2 separate regions of the Mus musculus genome follow, and region 2 is linked to region 1. The links are chromatin contacts, called in public promoter capture Hi-C maps. All regions are on one chromosome and are shown on one strand. The core of a region is the stretch at or near the end of the contact, and the rest is flanking DNA. Distances in the headings are between cores, read along the strand shown. Region 1 holds the start of Clstn2 (calsyntenin 2). Region 2 holds the start of 4930579K19Rik (RIKEN cDNA 4930579K19 gene).

Region 1 (6,242 bases), core at 3,259-5,758:
CCGAACCAGAACCTCCCACATCTCTGGTGCTTGCACATGGACATACACTTGCTTATTTATGTGTATAGAACAGGCTCCCAAGCCTCACTCTCAGCTTGCTCCGCATTAAGTTTCAGACTGGCCATTAAAAGGTAGTTGCAAAGGCATTCATGGAGCAGTAAAGGATGCAGGAGGTCTCACAACTTACATCAAATACATGTATGTGCATGTGTGTTTGTATGTGGTATTTGCTCATACGTGCACAGCCCTTATACAAAGAAAAACTAAAAGACAGAGACAATTCAGAGAGAATTGAGTTTTAGCTGATTAGACAAAGCTATTCAATTTCAAAGAGTTCAGACAAGGGGGAGTTTCACCAAGTCTTGGAACTACTATAACCAGGTGTCTGAGGATTGATAATTAAAATCATTGTATATTCAGTGTCCTCTACAACACATTCTGAAATAGAATACTGTTTCTATTTACTCTCTGAATACTGTTATCACAGCCACCTTGCAAGCCAGGGCTCTGTATTCCCACTTTATAGATGTGGAAACCAAGGCTCAAAGGGTTAAATCATTTGCCTAATATCCTCTAATGAGAGAATAATTGGGCCAAGATTCAAAATCAACTTTCTCTGGCAGCTACACTCAAATGTTACTTCACAGGACAAGAGAAAAATCAAAAATGTCTATGTCAAAAAAGGAGGGGGGTACAATCCAGGACTGCATTCAGGTGTGCACACTAAGCCAAACACTACTGGCTGCGCATTGCACAACTCAAGGCCAGCCCAAGCAATACAGAGAAGCCCTGAACACCCACAGATCAGTCTGCGATCAGGCAAGGAAACATAGGCATGACTTGCTAGGAGGGGCCATCCCAGGAAGGTTCCTAGAGAAGATCATGCCCCCTTGTGACCACACTTGGGTGATAATGATAATAAAGCTGACCATAAGAGCAGAGGTGACTAGGGACAACTGCAGGTGAGAGTAAACTCTAGTTCGATGCTGAGAAATATGTTGGGCCCTTGTGTTTGAGCTGCAGCGGCAACTTTATGGCCCCTTTAAGAGCCACGTGCTACTTGCCCAAGATGATTGAGGACAATTCCCTGCAGGAGTGCACATCACCCTTTAGGGCAGGGGCTGCCATATGCAATATTGTGCAGTCCTCAAAAGTGGTTTTCAGTCTGTGGATGAAAGGATAGTGCGGCTTCCTTGATCAAGAACACTGGTTCCCACAGGTACAAGCAACTTCTGATTTCTGCCTCACACACAGGCCTGCTTTACGTACGTGCTCACCAGGTGAGCCTGTAGTAACTGATGCTCTATACGCAAGGGCTGTGCTGAGCGATCTCTATCCCTGCAGTCTGGCACCTAGGAAGAGAATGCATACTGAGTCCTTGAGGTTATAAGGTCACTGGCATTTTATTAAACGTAACATAAACCTTCAGGTGACTTCTGGAGCTCATCGTCTTTCTCTGATACATTGTGCCTTTCTCTAGAATAATTCCCAAGCATTGTTCATAGTGTGTGTGTGTGTGTGTGTGTGTGTGTGTGTGTGTGTGTATAGGAATCCAAGAAGGGCTTGTTTTTATGTGTATCCTAAGCATAGGAAGATGAGGAAGCAGTTTTAACTGCCCGGCTACTTTATTCATGTCTGCTTCTGGAACATGGCTGCACTGGAAGCTCAACCTTAGGTGGAAAACCCCAGCAGTGGTCAGGAGTTAGCTTCTAGGTCCCCTGCAGCAAGAAGTAAGAAATGCAAAAGCAGAACACACTGGTATTCAGATGTGCCACCTCACAGGAATTTGAGACCAGCAGAACACCTGTAAAAAGTTATTTAGAGGGTGTGTCCAACTCACAAGGTCTGTACCCCTCAGCTAAGGCATCGTCATGCACACTCCTGGTTGTCTTCTTTCTACCCGTGAACTCGGAAGTGCACTGAGAAAGACAGCTGTCTCTCTGTTCAGTCTCTCTCAAGGGCCCTCCTGAGTCTTCTCCTTTTTAACGATGGGAATAGAAATGATAGAAGCCTTACAAAACAGCGCTATCAGAGGCAGTGTGTGTTACGTGCAAAACTCAGTTTTATTGTTCCTCCCAAATAGTCCTCAGGGGTTGTACAATTTAGAAATGTAAACTTCAAGTGCACTGAAATAAAGAAAGTCTGACCTGTAAATGTTAAATAAACTGTTATAATAAATGTGTCTGTTGTGACCAAATAGTCCTTGTTTCGAAATAAATAAATTAAATAAATAAATAAATAAATAAATAAATGGTGCTCTTTGCAGCCCCCTTGTGGCTTGAAGGGGAAAGACAAGGAGAATCCAGAGTAGCTCCTATTCTCAAGGCCAATAAAACTTTTAGAGTAGAATGACAAATAGCTTTAAATGTGAAATGGATATATTCTAAGGGAAGAAAATTACGGATTTAAATTATTTTATATACAATTATTTACATAATCTAGACCTGTGGAAGCCTGCATTTGTTGTGGCTTTTTGTTCTCTCCCTCTCCTCTCATTTCCCATTCTTGGCAAACTCAGCAAGGTGTTACAGGAGGGGCTCTCTTCCCAAATTACTCCTTCTCTAATCCTTACTCACCGTGAGCTCCCCTGAAAGGATGAAATCTGCCTACCTGTCAAAGTGTCCGTACTGGAAGAACAGACTGTTCGGACGCTCGGTTTCTATCCTTATTTTCACCAGAACAACAGCAACAGCATAGTACATTGGTCCCTTCATACAGACAACCTTTTACCATACCACTTTTAAAAAGACATTTTCATGATGAATTTTTCTGTCTTCTCAAAAAAAGAAAAAAAGAAAGAAAGAAAAAAGGAAGAAAGAAAGAAAGAAAGAAAGGAAGAAAGAAAGAAAGGGAAAAAGAAACTCCTTGAGGAAGAGGAGAGGTACGTGTTAGAAAGACACCTGTGCATAAAATCTTTTCCATTTTATGTCACCAGAAATCAATAGATTAAAAAGAATAGGAGCACCTCTTTTCCCAAATTTATCACTTGCAAATGTCAGGAGAGGCCGCTCTCAAAGTCCAGACAAGGCAAATGGAATGGCCTGCTTCCCCAATTGCCCTGTCTCCGGAGAGATCCAGGCTGCTGTGCTTTTCATACCAGCTCAGCCAACAAACCTCTAAATCAAGCTGTCTCTACTTGGGAATCTTTTTCCAACAAGGACAAAAACTCTGTTTTCAAAATATCGCCAGACAGAATTCCAAGGACCATATGTCACCCGTTCACCTGGCAGAAATCAAAAGCACGCCCTCCTCGTCAACAGTGCAGAGAATCAACAAGTTACCACTTAAGCCAAACGCTCCATCCTGCAATCTGCTACAGTCTCCCTGAGCCCACCATCATCCACCCCAATTGGGCTCCTGCGATGCTTCCCAGCTTTTGGCTACCGCGTGACCTTCTGTTCCAGACCCGCCCTCCAGATGCAGGCTCCCCAACCTGCGCTTCTCCCAGCGCTCCCAGACAGCTGTCAAAGTCTGGGGCTTGCGGGCTTCAGGTTCCCCTGATAACGCCAGCGTTCAGGAGAATCTTAGAGGATTAGAGAGGTCAAGATCAACTATAAAGACCAGAGAGGAGCTCTAGGCTCGGAGGCTCGGTCCTCCGAAGAAAAGCAGAGTGTGAGCCGCAGTAGCAACCATCACATCCCGCGCTTCTTCCGGACTCTGCCCATCTTGAGGGCGTGAGTTCCCAGGGGAGCCAGAGCCCGCGCTGCGGAGGAGCAGGAGGAGCGCCTGGGTGCGGGCAAGGCTTTCAGGAGCCTACAAGTTCCCACGCCATCCTCAAGCTGGAGTGCCAGTCCAGCTCGTCTCGCTGCTTTGAAGACGCCCCTGGTTCTTGCCCCCAAAGCAGAAGCAGACAGACACCTGCTTCACCCACTCCCCAGCCCCCGCTACAGCGCCCATGTCCTGCCTTGCTCAAAGCATCCCTGAGCCAAGCCCCGCGATGCTCCCACCCCAGCACACAGGGCCCCCAAAGTTCTCTATACTCCATAGACCTCCCCTTCTCCTTGGCGCCTGGACCCCGCCCAGAGGTTGGGCTGGAGAACCTCTTGGGTCCACAGTTTAGGGCGCACACTTCGAGGACGGTGCGCGCAGAAGCCGAAGCTGCCACAAGAAAGGGCGGGTGTTAGACGAGTAAGTCCAGGGTCTGCACCCTCGAGCCCGCCCTGCTTCCTTCCAGAAGAGGAACAAACTTCCCCAGCACCCACCTTTCGCCACGAGGAGGCGGCGCCGCCGGCTGTCTCCGCCGTCTCCACTGCCGCCGCCGCTCCCTACGCCCAGCGCCAGCAGGAGCGGCACCAAGCACAGCCTCCCCGGCAGCATCCTCGCCGCCTGAGCCGCCACCGAGCTGCAGCCGCCGCCTCCTACCGCTCGCGCCGGCCTCGCCTGCCGGTGTCCGCTGGCGTCCGCTGGTGTCCGCCGGTGCCTGCCGCGCCGCCTCCCTGGAGCTGCCGGGTGCGCTTCTGGAGCCGCCGCCGCCGCCCTCACTCACCGCCTCCGCTGCCCTTCGCCGCGTCGCTCGCTCTCCCGCAACAGCAGCACTCACTGGCGCGGACCCGGAGCGGCTCCAGCGCTCACCCCGGGACGGCCCGTGACGTCACGGAGGGAGGGAGGTGGCTCGTGCATATTCATGAGACGCGGACATCGGCGCGGGGTTGCGCGCTCCCCCGCCTCGCAGCTCCGGCCCCCAACTTTCCACAGCCATCCCCTATGCCGCTCGCTCGCGTGATCCGACTCGGTCAGGCGCCGGTTCCGGCGGGTGGAACCCATGCGGGAGGCTCCAGGGGAGCCTTAGGGCCTGGCGTCCCCCCCTGCGGCTCTCCAAACTGCAGCCCCGAGGCACTGCGAGCGCCACAACCAAGTGATCGCCCGAGGACCTTCTGTAAAGATGCAGGCGACCCTACTGTGATGCGCCCTTTGAACCGACATCCCTGCGGAGGGGCCAGGATGCTGTCTCTGTGGACCCTGCCCTTGGATATGGTCTAGGGATGGACGCTCTATGCCGCCTGGTCTGGGGAGGGCGCCAGGCGCTCACTAGAGCTGCAAAAGGCCACTGCCTCTAGGAGTTGTAGGGCAGAGATCACTTAGGACCTGCGTAGCAATGCCCGGGCTCTGTGCCATCTCAGTGAAGCAGGCACAGCCACTGCTAGAGTCAAAAGGACTAGCTAAAGTCAGAAAAGGCAACTGTCAGTCTTCAGTGGGAAGCACATTCAAACTTCTCCCTCAGAAGTTGCCACCTTTACATTGTCACTACCTAGGTAAGAGTATGCCATTTGGTATCATGCCTTCTAAAATCTCAAGCCAAGGAACACTGTCTCTGGAGGTGGGGTTCATATAGTTCTCCACCACAATACACCCCCAACCACCATCAGGCTGCCAAAGGATCAAGAAGGTTCCCAGTAAAATCAACTAACCGCTCGGAAGAAATCACTATATTTCCATAGATGTACTATTTTCTCACGATCCAAGGGTCATGTGCAGTTGAGAAATGAGGCAAAAAAAAAAAAAAAAAAAACCAAAAAACAAAAAAAAAACAAAAAACACAGAAACAAACAAAATTATCCTTTCATTCATCATCCCGTTCAAGACATTTCCTGAGCACTAAATGATTGTGGATGCCCCGTTAGGCAATGAAGGACACAAGGTCTTTGTCCCTCTTGGAGAAGCCAAAGGGGATGAAAGCAGTTAAAGTCCCCCGCTTTATGGTCCTGCACATTCTTTATGTTGCTCGATATGAGCCTGTACAAATCAATTAGCCAAATGTGTATATTGCAACACTGACTGAACAGCATCTCATAATTAATAAGTGTAGTTCGGAGTACTCAACCAAGCCATAAAATACATTAAGAGCCTTCTGCTGCCCAGCCTCCCTGTGTGGTCCTGGCAGCACACTGGGAGACTGTGGTGTTAAAAACAAACTTCAACATTTGAGACCTCAAGAGGTGCTCAACAGCTGCAAATCCTGGTGGCTGCAGGGGACTCAGCTCTTTGGCCAGCAGGTCCCCTTTAGTCCATGAAGCAACACCTGTGCTATTGTTCTTGTTTCTGGAGTAAGGTCACTCCTTTACCCAAGGTAAAGAGCTACCAAGTTCCAAGCCAACATCAAGAGACCTCTCACCCTTCTCAGATTTTAAAGTTATAATCCAGAAGGAGGTAGATGCTGACCATGCAAAGTCAGAGAAGCCAGTGAATGAGAGAAATGTAAAATCGACCCATTTTTTTATCCTTTGTGCTCCATCCCATTTGGC
Region 2 (6,551 bases), core at 3,051-5,550, 530 kb after region 1:
CTCTGCTTCCTGAGTGCTGAGAATAAAGGTATACACCACCATGCTCAGAGGATAAAACTATTTTGAGTATCTACAATCAGTCAGGCTTGCCGGCAATATCAGTACCCAGGAAGCTGGAGCAAGATCAGTAGTTCAAAGCTATCTTCAGCTGCATACCACATTCATAAAGCAACCTGGGCTACAGATCCATGTCTCAACAAAACCCAAAACCTTTTGCAGCCAAGATTCTGTAAGTGCTAAGCAACCATATCTCTATTCTTGGGAGACAGCTCAGTGGTTCTCCAATTCACTTTGGTCTGATGATGGATAGTAATGTGACCATGTGGTCAAAACTTTCACTTCTAGTCACTTTAAGCAGAAATTCGGGTAACGATGTTTAATATTTCCTTCAATAGGAAAAGCAACTGGTGTGCAGTAATGAATTGATGAAGAAGCTCGAAGATGACTTAACATCCTTCCACAACTCCCCAGAGCCTGCAGGATAAAGTCCAAACTCCTTAAACTGACAATCACACATCAGCAGAAGCTGAGCCTCATCCATCTTTCTAGCACCATTTCACAGTCCTTCTCCTTACCCCTGGCCCATGCATGCTAATCTAGTCTTAGTTCTGTGAGAGAATCAATGTTTTTGCAGCCACCTTCCACTCAAGACTACAAAGGGCACTCCATTCAGAGTATTACAATTTATATAAACTACGCCCTCCATGTATAAAGAGTCAACCCATATTCTGTGTTACTCTTCAAGCTGACATTTGTCTTTTTATCACCAATCTCTGAGCAAACAGTACCCACCACTCCCTTTACTGCCATGCTGTCACTTAAAGCCTTTACAACCTTGCTTCTCTTAGCACTGCTCAACCAAACACTATGTTTTGTGTTTTTAAATTAAAACCCCTTAAGATAAGCATATGATTTTAAAAGCCCTCAGCATCACAACAGATTTTGCAAATACTAATTTTCCTTAGATTCTCTGAAGCCATCAAGACTGCAGCCTCCCTCCTTCCTGAGTTCTCTTCCTTCTGTATATCCAGTCTTCTGACATCCCTCAGTGTGCAACCCCCACACCCCACCCTGACTCCCTCTCTCTCTCTCCCTGTCCCCTGTCCTAGTCTTTCTCCAATTGGCTTTTCACTTGACCCACTGTCACTCAGGGATTCCATATATTCCCCTAGTTAGAAATTTAGAGTTAATTTGATTCAAAATAGCGTTAAAATGATTCCTTCTCTGTCAGCTCTACAAACTCCATCTTTGTGTATCTAGTTTATTCTAGCTTCTTGGACAGAGTGGAAGATGGATGAGAAAGTACAAAGGCATTGGGGAAACTAGATACGATTTCAGTATGACTGAACCACAAATATCAAGTTTGTCTTTCATCTTGAGAAATGTGACATAGAGCATACCATGTACATCCCATTTGGGTCTCAGTTAAAGACAAAATAACACAAGTCTTTTAGATTTACCATATGAATCCCAATGGTGAGTTCTTGTGCACACTCAATAACCTTTAGTACTGTTACTTTCACACCTGCCCCATATTTTTATAATCTATTTCTCCCAATTCATTTCTTCAATTGTGTCATATACCTCAGCAAAGGCACATACGTGAACGAGTTAGTTGTCTGGCACAGTGGTCTCCAATAGTTTACCGTATCAATGCCCCAATCCTCCCTATTTATAAATGTTCAGGTTCCAATCCCAGTCCCTTCTTCCTTCTCCCTCACTGCTTCCAAATGAATACTCTTTTCCACGCAAATGTGAAACATTCTGATCTGTAAAACATACCTTACCCTCTACGACTTGAGATCTGACTCGAAGTCTGTGTACTGAGGCTTGTTATCCTCTAACTAAGCTGGGCATTTTCTTCTGTTCTTGCTTTTCCCTAAGGTTAGTCATATTCTGCCCAGTATGCAATGTTTCCTGCCTAACTGATCTTTCCTCCTTATAGACTGTAGCCCTTCCAGGGGAGCAGCTAGCTGCTTCTTCATGCTATTTCTCTGCTAAGCTGATATATATGTATTCAACAACAACAAAAACAAACAAAACATCGTTTCCTTGAAGAATTTTCATTGTCGCAGCCTCTTAGAAGGAAGTGGAAATATGATGTGGACTAGTTAACTTTTTGTTAACTTGTCACAAGTTCAAGTCATCTGGGAATCTCAGTGGAGACAATCCCTCTATCAGACTGGCCTGGAGGCAAGTCTGGGTGTCTTTTCTTAATGATTGACATGTGTGGGCCCAGCCCACTGTTGGCTGTGCCACCCTGGGAACCCAGCAAACCATGGAGAACAAGCCAGAAAGCAGCACTTCTCTGTGGACTCTGCTCCTACTCTTCCCTCCCAGGTTCAAGCCTGGTCCTGTCTGCAGCTCCTGCCTTAGCTTTCCTCAGTTACCGACTGCATCTTCTAGGGTAAAAGAAAGCCTTTCCTCCCAGGCTGGTTTTGCTCAGTGTTTTATCACAGCCACTGAAGTCAAACTAGAACAGATGGGGGTGGGGCTGGGGTGTACACACGGTACTGCTAAATCGATGCTGGAAGGGATGCCCACTTGGGATGAAGCAGCCGTCCTAGAGATTGACCAGCTAAGACTTTAAGCTTGTTATCAATAGCAATCAACCCCTTGGGAAACCCTCTACCAATTTGCTAAGCTTGACCATAGTTCTTTTCTTCCCCAGAGCTATTTTCCCAACCTTCCACATGCCTCTAAGCCAGAGTAAACAAGAGATTTTGTTTTAAGCCCACAATTGAACACTTAAGAGTTATGTGTGTGTGTGTTTATGTATTTGATTATTTTCTTGAAATTTCTTACAATTAAAACCCAAGTCCAGAGTTTTAGAGGTATTCTCTTAAGATAGTACCTAGCATAACTTTTCATATAGCCGAAATTCAGTACATAAGTTTTAAAAGATTAAAAGAGAGAGAGAGAGTCTTGCAGAAACTGGTATTGAACTCGCAGATCTTCAAGGTTTGTGGTTACATGGGTACGCTATGGCCTGGCTAAGAGCTGATCATAGTCACTATTGCAGAACTTGATGTTGCTGACCTGCAGCAGCAAAAGATGGAGACACAAAATGAGCACGGCAGGTGGGGGCTTAACTCTCCAGCAGGTAAACTACAGGTGTTATATAGATTTAAGTATTATCAACAGGTTCTGTGGAATGGAGATGTTATTTTATTTTATATTTATTGATACTGTGTCAAATTAAAAATGCAAAGAGAATTAAGGAATCAAAAATAATAGAAGCCCAGCTATTCTCCACACTAGATATAGTTCACATTTTAAAAAGTTTCAACTAATTCTTGCAATTGGTTGCGCTACAGTATGCGATTATGTGATTATTCATGTCAATTATGTAAAAATCTCATTACTGAGAGAAAATTTGTTTTTACTGACAGAATAGTAAAAATGGATCTTTGAAAACTATCTGACTTTTTGTATATGAAAAACTGAGGCCTATAAATCTCCCAAGAGCCAGGCACTACCTAATGAAAACTCACCCTTACTTCTCTCAGGCTATACAATTCCTTTCTGGAAACCTAGGCTTTTCTCCAACTAGAGGTTTATAAGGAGCTAAGGGCAACTTCCATTTGTTTCATAGCATTATCTTTTTAAAAGGTGTGTGAAATCGATACACAATGTATTTGCACTTTTCCTGGCAATCATTTTTTTGAAATTCAACTAATTTATTAAAGAGCTATTTTGGCATAGCAGATAGAGCACTGGGCTTCCAGGGCGTATTCTCCCCTGAGCCCAGATCTTAACAACACTACTTACTATGCCATCTTGGCCAGTAAACCTGAGTTCTTTGAGTCTTACATTTCCAATCAATAAAACGGAGACGACTCCTACGTGATGTGGCAGTACCACCAACTGAAGGTACATAGCCAAACAAACGACCCGGTGGATGCTCTTTGAAGGGTAATCACCCGACTGCCTCCGGGAGCCTCCAGAACCAAGATCTCAGGGCTCCTCGGAGCCTCAAAGGCGGGAGCCGCGCCCACATCTTTTCCGCCTCGGTCGGTTTCACCCAAGACCCAGACACCGCTCTGGGCCCCGTTCCGGAGCCCGCTGGAGTACACAGTTTTAGAGCTTTCTTTTCTCTGCCAGAGGCTCACGCTGTTCGGATAGCGCTTCCGGGCCCCTCCACTGCTGCCGACGTTCAGCAGGAATCCAGCACTGCGCTCCATCTTCTTGCCTTTCTGAAACTGACCGAAGGTGAGCAGCCCAGACCGCCGCTAGTCACCGCCCAACTCTGGCCACAGCAATACACTCCATCAGCCAGCTCAGCAGCGGGAGACGCGGAAGTCCGCGTTACCTAGGAAACTGGGGCGGGACCATGCACGGACCGCCTTACGGAGGGTGTGCGCAGGCGCAGAGCCTGGCTCCGAGTACCGCGAGAGTCGCTTCCCGGAAGTTCCACGTCAGTGGGTTGGCCGGTCCACGGGTCGGTGGGTTCCTGAGTGTGTCGCCTTGAGCCTGTGACGGGCAGGGGCTCGCTCGGACAGTCGGAGCCATGGTAAGTCGGGCCTCAGGGGACAGAGAGTGGAGCCCACCGGCTGCGGCGGGTTCCCGGGGCTTCTTGGCTAGGAGCAGTAGCTAGAAGCGGTCTGCGCTGCTACTGCTGCGGCCTGACGGGGTCCTCCTGTCCCGTTGGCGTCCTGGGAGGAAGAAGGCCAGACCGGGAGGCTGCCGTGGTGACACAGTAGTGTAACTGGGTACCCGCGAAGGAGCGGCGCCCCCGACTCTCAGGGCGGTCAGGGCGCCTGTCAGTGCCCTTGCAGTCTGCACCGGGTCCGGTAGTGCAAGTAAATGCTAGAGTCAGGACTCGGATGCCAAAGGCAACTTTGACCAAGTCACTTTATTCTGTCATTGAGGGTGGTGCTTGCTAACCCACCTTCCAGGTTGCGTGAGGTGTTTGGTAGTGTGCAGGCACCACATTGCAAACTTAAGCAGAGGAAAACCAGAACTAAACAAAGTTAAATGTATATGGAGCCAGAGGTGAAATTTCAAATGCTATGGCAGCCCAGCTCGTCGTTTTCTAGTTGATGTTGATTGGGCCTTCTGTGCACACAGAGGATGACCTTTTTGGGGAAGGCCCTGAGATCTGCCTAACTTAGTTTTGAGACATATTTTTAATAGTCAATTAAAAATTGACTTTCCTTCTTCAATGTTTGTGAGTTCCATACCCACACATTGAACCAGCTTTCGGTGGAAGACATTTGAGGAAAACTGTTGTGTGAACATGTGCTGTCATAGTATACAACGACTCTTTACAACTTTGACCCCTGTATCGGTGTTCTAACTAATCTAGAGATGACCAGGAGTGATGGGTAAATTATAAGCACTTAAATAACTGAACGTGAGCGTTTTGATTTGGTGGAGGATACTGGAACCATGTGCAGAGATACTAAAAGATGGCTGTATTTTAAGTCTCGAGTAAAAAGTACAAAACATGACTTTATTTATTTGCTCACTCACCATAGGAGCATTTCACTGTCCTGCATTTTGCTAAACATTTACCAGCTGATTGTCACCGCAGCCTGTGGATAATTATGAGTAATGTTTATGGTGGTTACTATAAGCCGTGCTCTGCTCTAACTGAACTCTGATTTTAATTCTCAGAATGCTAAGAGAGATATTATTATTATCCCTGTTATACAAGTCAAACCTTGGGTGTTAATTAAACTTACTACCATGTGTCTGACATGAGCGCTGCAGCTGAGGCTTCTAGCAAGACTGTGGACCTCATCTATACTACCTGTTCCTCCCGTATTCCCAAATACATATGGTGTGGAGAGAAGGAGCTGGATAAGCACTGAGCCTGCCCTTCAGAAATAAACCACTCCACAAGCAAGAAGAGCTGTGTACGTGGATGGGGAAGAATCCTCTGGCTAGGCTAATCAGAAAGGGCATAATGGTGGCAGTGGCATTTAAACTAAGTCTGGAGTTGAGGATGCAGTGTGAGTAGTTTAATCGTCTAAGACCTGGTATGATATCTTTAAAACACTCATGACTGGGATGGTAAGTATGACTCCAGGAGCGCTTGCCTGCAGTAATGCACATTTTAAAATGGGTGTCTTTACTTTGGGGTATGTGCAGCTATATACTAGGTAGTTCAGAGATCCCTAGCCATTTTGAAAAATCAATTTGAAAACCTTGTTAGGATTATCCTAACAATCCTATTTTACACACACATACACACACCACACACTTACACATACTTACTTGGATGTGGGGGCTTATGTTATGTTGAAGATCCCACTATGGCTCCTGGCATAACATACTTCCTGCTTGTTGTTGACTCAAAGATGAGAGGGAGAAGTTAAATTTTGTGACAGTAATTAGTGGGGCAAACATTTAGAAATCATCGAAAAGGTTTGCTCCCCTGAGATTAGCTTGTGATTTAAAGATGGTGGCTTGAGTATGTTAGAGATGGGCAGGGCTGCATGACAGTGGAGGTGTTCTCACGAGAACTGACTAGTTAGAGCACGGGCCTAAAGCTGGTTTTGGAAGTGAAGAGCAAACAATGAAGAACAGTTAGAAGTACATGTGTC

What was found. Promoter capture Hi-C pulls out the DNA fragments that hold promoters and counts their contacts.
Region 2: a promoter capture Hi-C map of hippocampal neurons shows a contact between it and region 1, with 7 times the contacts expected there. The contact joins the promoter of 4930579K19Rik here to the promoter of Clstn2 in region 1. A contact is called at or near these places in 1 of 39 promoter capture datasets (hippocampal neurons), 1 of 484 Hi-C or Micro-C datasets (embryonic stem cells) and 5 of 115 datasets of contacts at active chromatin or transcription factors (astrocytes, embryonic basal ganglia, embryonic forebrain and 2 more).

Annotation. Positions count from the first base shown.
Region 1 is chr9:98,028,659-98,034,900 of GRCm38.p6, forward strand. Clstn2 (calsyntenin 2) reads right to left here and starts at 4,509. Exons shown (of 18, transcript NM_022319.2): 1 at 4,203-4,509. The coding sequence starts at 4,317.
Region 2 is chr9:98,559,311-98,565,861 of GRCm38.p6, forward strand. It overlaps 4930579K19Rik (RIKEN cDNA 4930579K19 gene), which reads right to left and starts at 4,301. Exons shown (of 1, transcript NR_029444.1): 1 at 3,150-4,301. Copb2 (coatomer protein complex, subunit beta 2 (beta prime)) reads left to right here and starts at 4,421. Exons shown (of 22, transcript NM_015827.2): 1 at 4,421-4,513. The coding sequence starts at 4,511.